Linked DNA regions of Ovis aries: region 1 is linked to region 2. A link is a contact called in public Hi-C data. All regions are on one chromosome and are shown on one strand. The core of a region is the stretch at or near the end of the contact, and the rest is flanking DNA. Distances in the headings are between cores, read along the strand shown. Region 1 has its middle 31 kb from the start of EOMES. Region 2 overlaps NEK10 (NIMA related kinase 10).

Region 1 (4,175 bases), core at 1,273-3,772, 410 kb before region 2:
ACCCCATAGACTGTAGCCCACCAGGCTCTTCTGTCCATGGAGTTCTCCAAGCAAGAATACTGGAGTGGGTAGGTAGTGCCCTCCCCCAGGGGATCTTCCCGACCCAGGAACTGAACCTGGGTCTCCTGCGCTGCAGGCAGATTCTTTACTGTTTGAGCCCCCAGGAAAGCCCATGGAGCAGAGCATCTCTGCCATCGGCAGCACTGCTGAGTACACCCCAGTGCACAGTCAGACATCTGCTCAGTAAGCAGCGAATACGTGAGATAAATTACCTTGAGAGGGCCACACCTCCTCTAAAAGCCGGGCAATGTGACCGGAATGGCCGCTGTTCAAAGCATATTCATAGGAAAACAGGCGAGGGCTCACTCACAATGGACAGACACATACAGGTTACTGAAAAAGTCATTGTATATGGATTGCAGTTTGCTCAACATGGATTTTGGTTTTGTGGACTCCAAACGCCGACACTCATTCACCTCACAGCCTTGGATGTGTCTATTTTGTGTGTATGTGTATGCGTGCTAAGTCACTTCAGTCGTGTCCGACTTTCGGCAACCTCATGGAATGGTGCCCGCCAGGCTCCTCTGTCCATGGCATTCTCTAGGCAAGAATACTGGAGTGGGTTGCCATGCCTTTCTCCAGGGGATCTTGGAACCTGCCTGCCAATGCAGGAGACATAAGAAACCCAGGTTCAATCCCTGGGTCGGGAGAACCCCTGGAGAAAGTTGGGAAGCTGGGAAAAAGACACAAACTTCCCTTTGCCAAAACAGAATTCTGGCCTGCCCACTGGTCAAGTTCTTGTTTTCAGCCCTCTTTTGTTGTTCGTTTTTGTTTTGAAAACAAACAAACAAACAAAAAAAACCTTAAAGAGAAGGCAGGTGTGATCTTGCACACTGGAACCAGCTTTCCGCCAGGCAGAACCTGCTGGGAAGGGAGGGGCCCTCCAGGACACGTGCTCCCTGCCTGGAATTGGGGAGCACAAGATCCCTACCAGCCCCCTGCACCACCACCATCAGCTCTCAGGCTCCCACAGCAAAAACCCAGTTCTGCCTCTGCAGACACAGTAAGCGGCACAGCTGAATTTCCATCTAAGCAATTCAGCTGCTGAATGGAGAGGTCTGAGTCCTGTGCCATGTGGGTGAGGCTGTGAAGTCCAACCATAACACAAATAACGTGTCCCCAAGTGGCCTTACTTCTCACCACACTCTCATTCTATAGGTCCTACAGTCCCGATTTGACAGAGCTGAGAACTGACATCAGGGCCACGTATGGCTGGCTTCAGACCTAGTGATTTTCCACTTCTCAAGCCACTTTTTTACTCTCTCACAAGCCATTATATTTATTGATAAGGTAGCCAACTTTTGGCAGACACACCTTCCAATATTCAGTCTGAGCACTATTGCCAAAATCTAAATCCCCATCCTGTTTTGGAAAATGCGGTCATCTCTCCATCGTCCCATTTCCCTGGGGCATCGTTCTTGGTTGTTTTTTTTTTTTTTTTCCACGCCTTAAATTCTTCTCACGGCCAGCAGAGGGCAGATTTGTGCCACCACGTTCTTTCCTGCGAGAAAGGGATACACAAGCGAACAGGGAACACCAGAGGCGAGGGGCAAAGACGTCCTTGAGAATGAGAATGTGGACGGTCTCCCCTCCCTGGTAGTCAAGGGATTAGATGGACGGACAGATAAAGCCCTCATTCGCTATGACCACTTTCTCATATCTGCAGAAAATAAAGGAAATGGTGATTCGGAAACCCGTGTCCCCTTTTCCTTTGCTCTTTCTGAAATCTCCAGCCACGCAGGTGAAGGAGCAGAAGACGCGGGAGGAGTCAGGGGCCGTAACTAAGGCTCGGAAACGGGACCCGCTGCTCAGGCGGCCTGGCATTCTCCAGCTCGGTGCCGAGGATGATGAAGCTGTCACCGTGTTGCTGCCCGAGTCCCACGGGGAGGGCTCGCCCACGTGTCCCCACCCAGCCGGAATCCGCCTCGGCCGCGATTCCCAGTGTCAGCATCAGGGATTTGGTGGCGGAGGGGAGGCAAAGGGATGACCTGGCTACTGGAGTGACCTTCCTGAACATGCTGGAAGCCTGGCGCTCTCATGCCTTTTTTATTTTTATTTCATTAATTTTATTTTTTATTGGTTTTATTGTTTCCTTTTATTTTTGGCTGGTCCATGAGCATGTAGGATTTTAGTCCTGGACCCGGGATTGAACCCCTGTGGCCAAAGCCTATGGCCAGGGAAGTCCCTGCTGGCAGGAGCTGCTGAAACCCTTCCTGTCAGTGACTCCCAGGCCCTGAGTGTTCCCACTTGTCCACTGTTTTCTTTAAAACTTTGTTTCAACCCATCTTTTCCTCGGGTAGAAACAGTCTTAAATAACTTTTCAGCTCACTCAGCCAGAGAAGACGAGAAGGAAATGAAGCCTGGCTCCTCGAGTGGATGATGAAACCCGGGTCAGAGGGTTGCCAGCGCCGGAGGGGAGTCGGCCTGAGTCACTCTGCGCGGTGCTATTAAAAATTCTCACCCGCCCAGACCAGATGCAGCTCCTTACAGTCCCGTGTAATTTAGAGCAGGGCCCAGGCAGGGTGAGTCTGTGTTTGCTCTGACAAGTATTTAGGGTGCAGGAGGAATTCACTGCACCCTTTCCACTCTGGAGCTGGTGAGCAACGCAGGCCCTCACGCAGACTGGCTGTTGATATTCAGGCTCTTCTTTCTCTTTAACGGAGGCTCCCCTTCCTTCTGCCTTTTGCTCCATCTGCAATGGGGAGGAGGAACCAGACAGGCCCAGCCATTACTGAATTCTAGAATTGTCCTCCCCCGAATAGGGTCTTCAAGGCAACATATAAGAAGCACACCACTCTACATCAGTGAATTCAGTATACATGTATGTGTGGGGTCCGTGAGCATGGTATATAGGTTTGGTTGAAAGTTCATATATATGGTGCATACGTGTGTGTGTTGGGCACGTACATGTGTGAATGTATTTGCAGGTATGTGTACATATATATGCATGTGTGGCTGGGGTCTCTGTACATGGTATATGCATGTTTGGCTGGGAATATGTGAATATAGTTTATGCATTTTTATTTGGGGGATCTGTGTACATGATATGTGCACCTTTGGTTGGGGGGGGTCTGTGTACATGTGTACATGTATGTATGTTTGGCTGGGAATATGAGAATATAGTTTATGCATTTTTATTTGGGGGATCTGTGTACATGATATGTGCACCTTTGGTTGGAGGGATCTGTGTACATGTGTGTTTGGCTGAGGGTATGTGCACATGCTAGGCATGCTGAAGATAGTTGAGATGGAACAACAGAGCTGGATCACAGATGCTGTGACCCTTTATATGTCGCCTTCAAACAGTTACAGAGCATCCGCGTAGAGCACTGAGATAGAGAGGGGTATTCATGTGATTCCTAAGCTTGAGATCCATTACAATCTATATGGAGAGAGGATGTGTAAATATATTATTAAAAACAAAAAGGGGTTGTTGTTGATTATGATCTCTGCCAATTTTTAGACAAACAAAAACTTCTTTAAAAAAAAAGTGCTCAGAAATTCAAATGAGAAAGTTTCTCTGAGGCTTGGTGAGGTCTAGAAGACTGTAAGGACAAGATAATATTGTCACTGAACTTTGAGACAAAGAATTAGGGCTCAGGTAAGCAGGGTGACCTGAGGAAGGCAACCTCTGGACAAGCTTGCTCATCAATACAGAAAACACACTGAACTCCTGGTCTCATCGGTCAAAATCTGTTTGCCAGGTATCGGTCACTCAAATTGCAAACAAAACCAGCATGACCAACTTCAGGTCTCAAAGATGCCATCAAGATGCTGCCTCAGGTCTTGGCTCTGTTCCTCCCAGTGCTGGCTTTATTTGCAGGCAGGCGCTCCCTGCAGAAGGTGACCTGGAGCTCCAGAACAGTGCATGCACCCTGTCCCCAGAAGCGCCAGCAAAGCATTCCGGTCTCTCATTAGCTTGGGTCAAGTGCTCATCCCCGAATCAGTTTCCATGACCAGCAGCATACAGTTCTCTGATGGCCAGATCTGGTCATTTGCCCACTCCCAAAGCCAGATGATGGACAGAGTCCCACCTGACCTTATGGACCAAGAGAGGGAGCTGGGTGTTTCCACAAAGGAAATGAAACCGATCCCCTGTGGGGATCTTGGACGCA
Region 2 (4,132 bases), core at 1,191-3,690:
CTCCTGGTGAATCCGTGATCAGTGCCGCATGATCCGCAGTGGCCGCCCCAGACCATGTCCGCTCCTCACACATCGCTCCTACCCCGGACTTCTTATCAGATTGCAGCGTTACCTGTTTTACAGGCAAAACTGAGGCCATCCTAGCAGGAATGCTCACATTTTCTTTGTTGCTTGAAATGTTTGGATTATTATGCACCATTGTGCATGCGTGCTAAGTCACTTTAGTCGTGTCCGATTCTTTGTGACCCCATGGCCTGTAGCCCACCAGGCTCCTCTGTCCATAGGATTCTCCAGGCAAGAATACTGGAGTGGGCTGCCATGCCCTGCTCTAGGGGATCTTCCCGACCCAGGGATCCAACCCACATCTCTTATGCCTCTTGCATTGATAGGCAATTATGCACCTTTATGTCCCTTCTTATTCCTGAAGAAAACCCTCCTCCTTGCCAAGCCTCAGCCTTCCACCTGTTGTCTTTATTACGGTGTCAGTGGCTTCCTTTCTGTTTTTTCTTATCATAAAAATGCCCTTTTCAGGACACACTATCCTTTCAAGCCTTGATCTCACCTTCATTACCGCATGCGTTTATTGAAAGGTCAGACTATTTATATGGAACTCGCTCCCTGTCCTTTACAGCTGATAAACAGTAGAGCTTTTCCTTGCATACTGTGCACCAAGACCTCTCGGAAGTCATTTAAAAAGGCCATCATGGGCCATGATCCAGTCAGCATCTCTTGACCCAGAGGCTCCAGTATATGCCTAATGAAGGTTCCAGAAATAAATGAGTGGAAGGGATGAAAGAGAAGCCATTTTTAAAGACAAAATTGCTTCCTTTTTCATAATTAAAGGATGACATGTGTCAGAGATTTCAAGTGTAGTTGGAGTTCCAAGCAGGATAAAATCTACCTAGGCTGCTCACAGTGAGCTGTCAGAGCACATTGCTTATCAACGATAAATAGAAAAACTTAAAACTCCTAACCTACATCTCCATCAGCCGCAGCAATAGAGAGACAGCAGAGCTGTATGGCCTGATGGCCCGCCTCGCACCTCAGCCTCCTTTCCAGCAGCCTGGCGCCCCTTGCCACACTTTCTGTTTCCTCTCACTGATCCTGAAAACCTCCAGCTCTTCCTCATCACCTTCTGTTTTTCTGTGCTGTTTACTTGCTCCTTTTTAAAATTCTGCCTTCCTAAATGTTGCTGCTGTGCTCAGCTGCTTCGGTTGTGTCCAACTCTTTGTGGCCCCTCAGTCCATGAGATTCTCCAGGCAAGAATACTGGAGTGGATTGCCATGCCCTCCTCCAGGGGAATCTTCCTGACCTGGGGATCGAACCCGAATCGCCTGTGTCTCCCCTATGCAGATTCTTTACCTCGGAGCCCCTGGGGAATCCCTGAAATGTTAACCTTCCCCAAAGCTGTTTTCTCTGTTATAGGCTCCCCTATCTCCTGAGCTCTTGGCTTCACCAGTCATTTGGTTGTGTTGTTCTTTGCTCACAAGCACATGTTTCCAGCCTGAGACTTTTCCCCTCGTTTAAGTCCCAAATTTCCAGGTATTTGTTGGGATGATATGGTAGCATAATGGTTCTCAAAGGGTGGTCTGGGGACTCTTACAGGTCTCTGAGACCCTTCCAGGGGCCCCACAGGGTCAAAATGGTCTTAAAGGTGATGCTCCAGTGTGATTCATTTTCACTCTCTTGCGAGCGTGCAGTGGGGCCTTCCAGAGGCCACAGGGTATGTGATGATGGTGTACTTCACGCCTGATGGAACACATGCTTGTGTGCTCTTGTGTTGTAAAGATTGCTCACTTTTTATGTCTAACGTGGTAAATATAAAGAACTTCCCTCGTAAGCCACCTGCCAGCATAGGAGATGTGGATGCAGGTTTGATCCTTGGGTTGGGAAGATCCCCTGCAGGAGGAAATGGCAACTCCCTCCAGTATTCTTGGCTGGAAAGTTTCATGGACACAGGAGCCTGGTGGACTGCAGTTCATGGGGTTGCATAGGGTCGGACACAACTGAGTGAACACACACATACACGGTACATAAAATAGATTAACTCACATAGACAGAAGGTCTCTGGGACTCTCAGTGATCTGTAAGTGTATAAAGGAACACAGGGGCCAAAGTGTTCGAGAGCCCACTGCGCTCGGGACAGGCAGTAACTTCACCTGGGCCTCTCCATCCTGACGCTCCTGCAAACTGCCGAATTCTGCAGATTCTGTCAGTGGCACCACCCTTCCTCCAGACTCCAAGGCAGGAAACGCTTCCTTTCCCTTTACCAGCCTTTAGAAGAGTAGTTCCTAACACCTGAAAAGACGTACTGGTCAGGCCCAGGGGAACCTTCTGTTGGGATAGAGGGATGCGCAGCGTGGACCGCTGACTGCAGAGGAGTGGGTGGCGGGTCAGCACGTGGCACTCGGAGCTCAGTGCTCTGCTGGCTGCCCGACCAGGGACAGCGTGTCCAGGGCCCTGGCGCTTTGCCCCGGACACACTGCTGGACTGACGGCCGCCAGACTAGGTCGCAGGGCGTGCTGTTGCGCTCTAGTTCTTATCAGTGTTATGTTATTGCGTCAAGGTTTTAAAAAGAGAGAAACTCTGGGAATAGGTAGAGCAAGGACATTGGTCCAGATTGATGGAAACTGTCTCCAGGTCACGAGGCTCGGAAGTCTGGAGCCGGGTCCTGAGAGCCCAGGCCGTGCCGGGGAGGCGCGCAGTCCTGTCTGCTCTTGAGCTCAGTAGCCGGGACTGCTGAGCCCAGAGATGAGGGTGCCTTGTGGTCTTGTTCTACAGTTATCCCGTTGCTTGTTTAGTAAATGGTGGGTCACTGCTTGAGGGCGTAGCAATGACATTTCCTAGTGGTGGTACAGCCTCGCTCCTTTTCCTGTGTTTTGTAACAGTGCTTCTGACACGGGACACGGCGCTCACAGGACCCAGTGAGTGCTCTGTGAAAGGTGGTGTGTCTCACCCCCCATATGCAGGGAAGACGGGCAGCTCCTCCTACTGGAGACTGTGGTGCACGGCAGCACGTTAAAGCTCAGAGGAGTTTAAATCTATAATAAAATAATTTGTTACACTCTGTTCAACCTACTATTTGATCACAAAAATATTTTCAAACACCTAGTACTACTCATTGCACAGAATAAAATCATTATTCCCAGGTCAGGGTTTGGGAAACATGGAATCAGTTCCATACTGTTAACACCTATGATTGTATAGATATATTTTTGCCTAGGTAAACATTTAAGAATGACCATGACCAGTCACTTAAACATGAGTCTCTCCCTGGTGGCGTCTCCCAAGCTTCACATTTAAATTTCTTTATGTCAGCAATGCCAGATCTCAGTCTTCTGCCCTCGGCGCACTTTTCCGGGCCTGTTGTTCTTCCATCACCTGAATACACCGCCAGCAGCTCAGCATGTCGGACTCCACCTCCTTGTCTAACCCAGCCTGTGTCCCCCTCTTCCCTGGGCTTATCCTGTCCTGGCCTCCTGTCACCTCGCTGTGTAGACGGTGAAGCCTCTTCTCTGCACCCTTCCTCTCCACTGGCCTTCATGTCCAGCTGGTCAAACCATGTCAAGACTGCCCACCTGTCCACTCCGTTCTCTCTGCACCTACCAACCCACGGGGCTTCCCTCCACGCCCGTCCCTCTCCAGTTTCCTCCAAGACTGGGGAGAGGTCCCCACAGCTGAGCCTGATCAGCCCTTATTCCCACGTGTCCATCAGGCTCGAATGCAGAGTTCAGTTCAGGCTCATGTTCAAGTCTTCCCACAGTTCATCTCAGTCTGGTTTTCTAACATTATTCCCAGTGGTTCCCTTCACAAATTTAGGGAGTTGCTTTTCATAGTGACACAACATCTTGATGTTCTTTCTATGCAACTGCTGTGCACTTTTGATCCTCCTGTCCTCTTTCCTTGGAGGAATCCCCTTCATTTCCCTCTCTTCTCCACCATCTCCTCAGCACAACTGTCCATCCTTCCAAGTCCCTCCAGAGGCCACCACCCTTACAAAGTTTTCTGTAGTCCTCTCAGCAGGCTATTATATGTCCCCCTCTGGGGTGTCGCAGCACCTCCTGTATAACTCTCTTAACCTATGGAAAGTGTTAGTCGCTCACTCTCGGTGGCCTCATGGACTGCAGCCCAC

What was found. Hi-C and Micro-C count contacts between places; a contact is called where the count stands out from the background.
Region 1: a contact with region 2 is called in a Hi-C map of tail adipose tissue, with 5 times the contacts expected there. The contact joins two enhancer-like sites. A contact is called at or near these places in 9 of 16 Hi-C or Micro-C datasets (blood, hypothalamus, liver and 4 more).

What each region holds. Positions count from the first base shown.
Region 1 is chr19:2,094,133-2,098,307 of ARS-UI_Ramb_v3.0, reverse strand. No RefSeq gene overlaps it. Among named protein-coding and RNA genes, the nearest start is that of EOMES, 31 kb to the left of the region's middle. Within about 2 kb of position 2,522, at least 14 of the 54 cell types and tissues checked have an H3K27ac peak or open chromatin away from gene starts, as enhancers often do. A contact at or near this core is called in tail adipose tissue, where this site is marked.
Region 2 is chr19:1,686,564-1,690,695 of ARS-UI_Ramb_v3.0, reverse strand. The region is part of intron 7 of NEK10 (NIMA related kinase 10); the gene reads left to right. Among named protein-coding and RNA genes, the nearest start is that of NEK10, 71 kb to the left of the region's middle. Within about 2 kb of position 2,440, at least 6 of the 54 cell types and tissues checked have an H3K27ac peak or open chromatin away from gene starts, as enhancers often do. A contact at or near this core is called in tail adipose tissue, where this site is marked.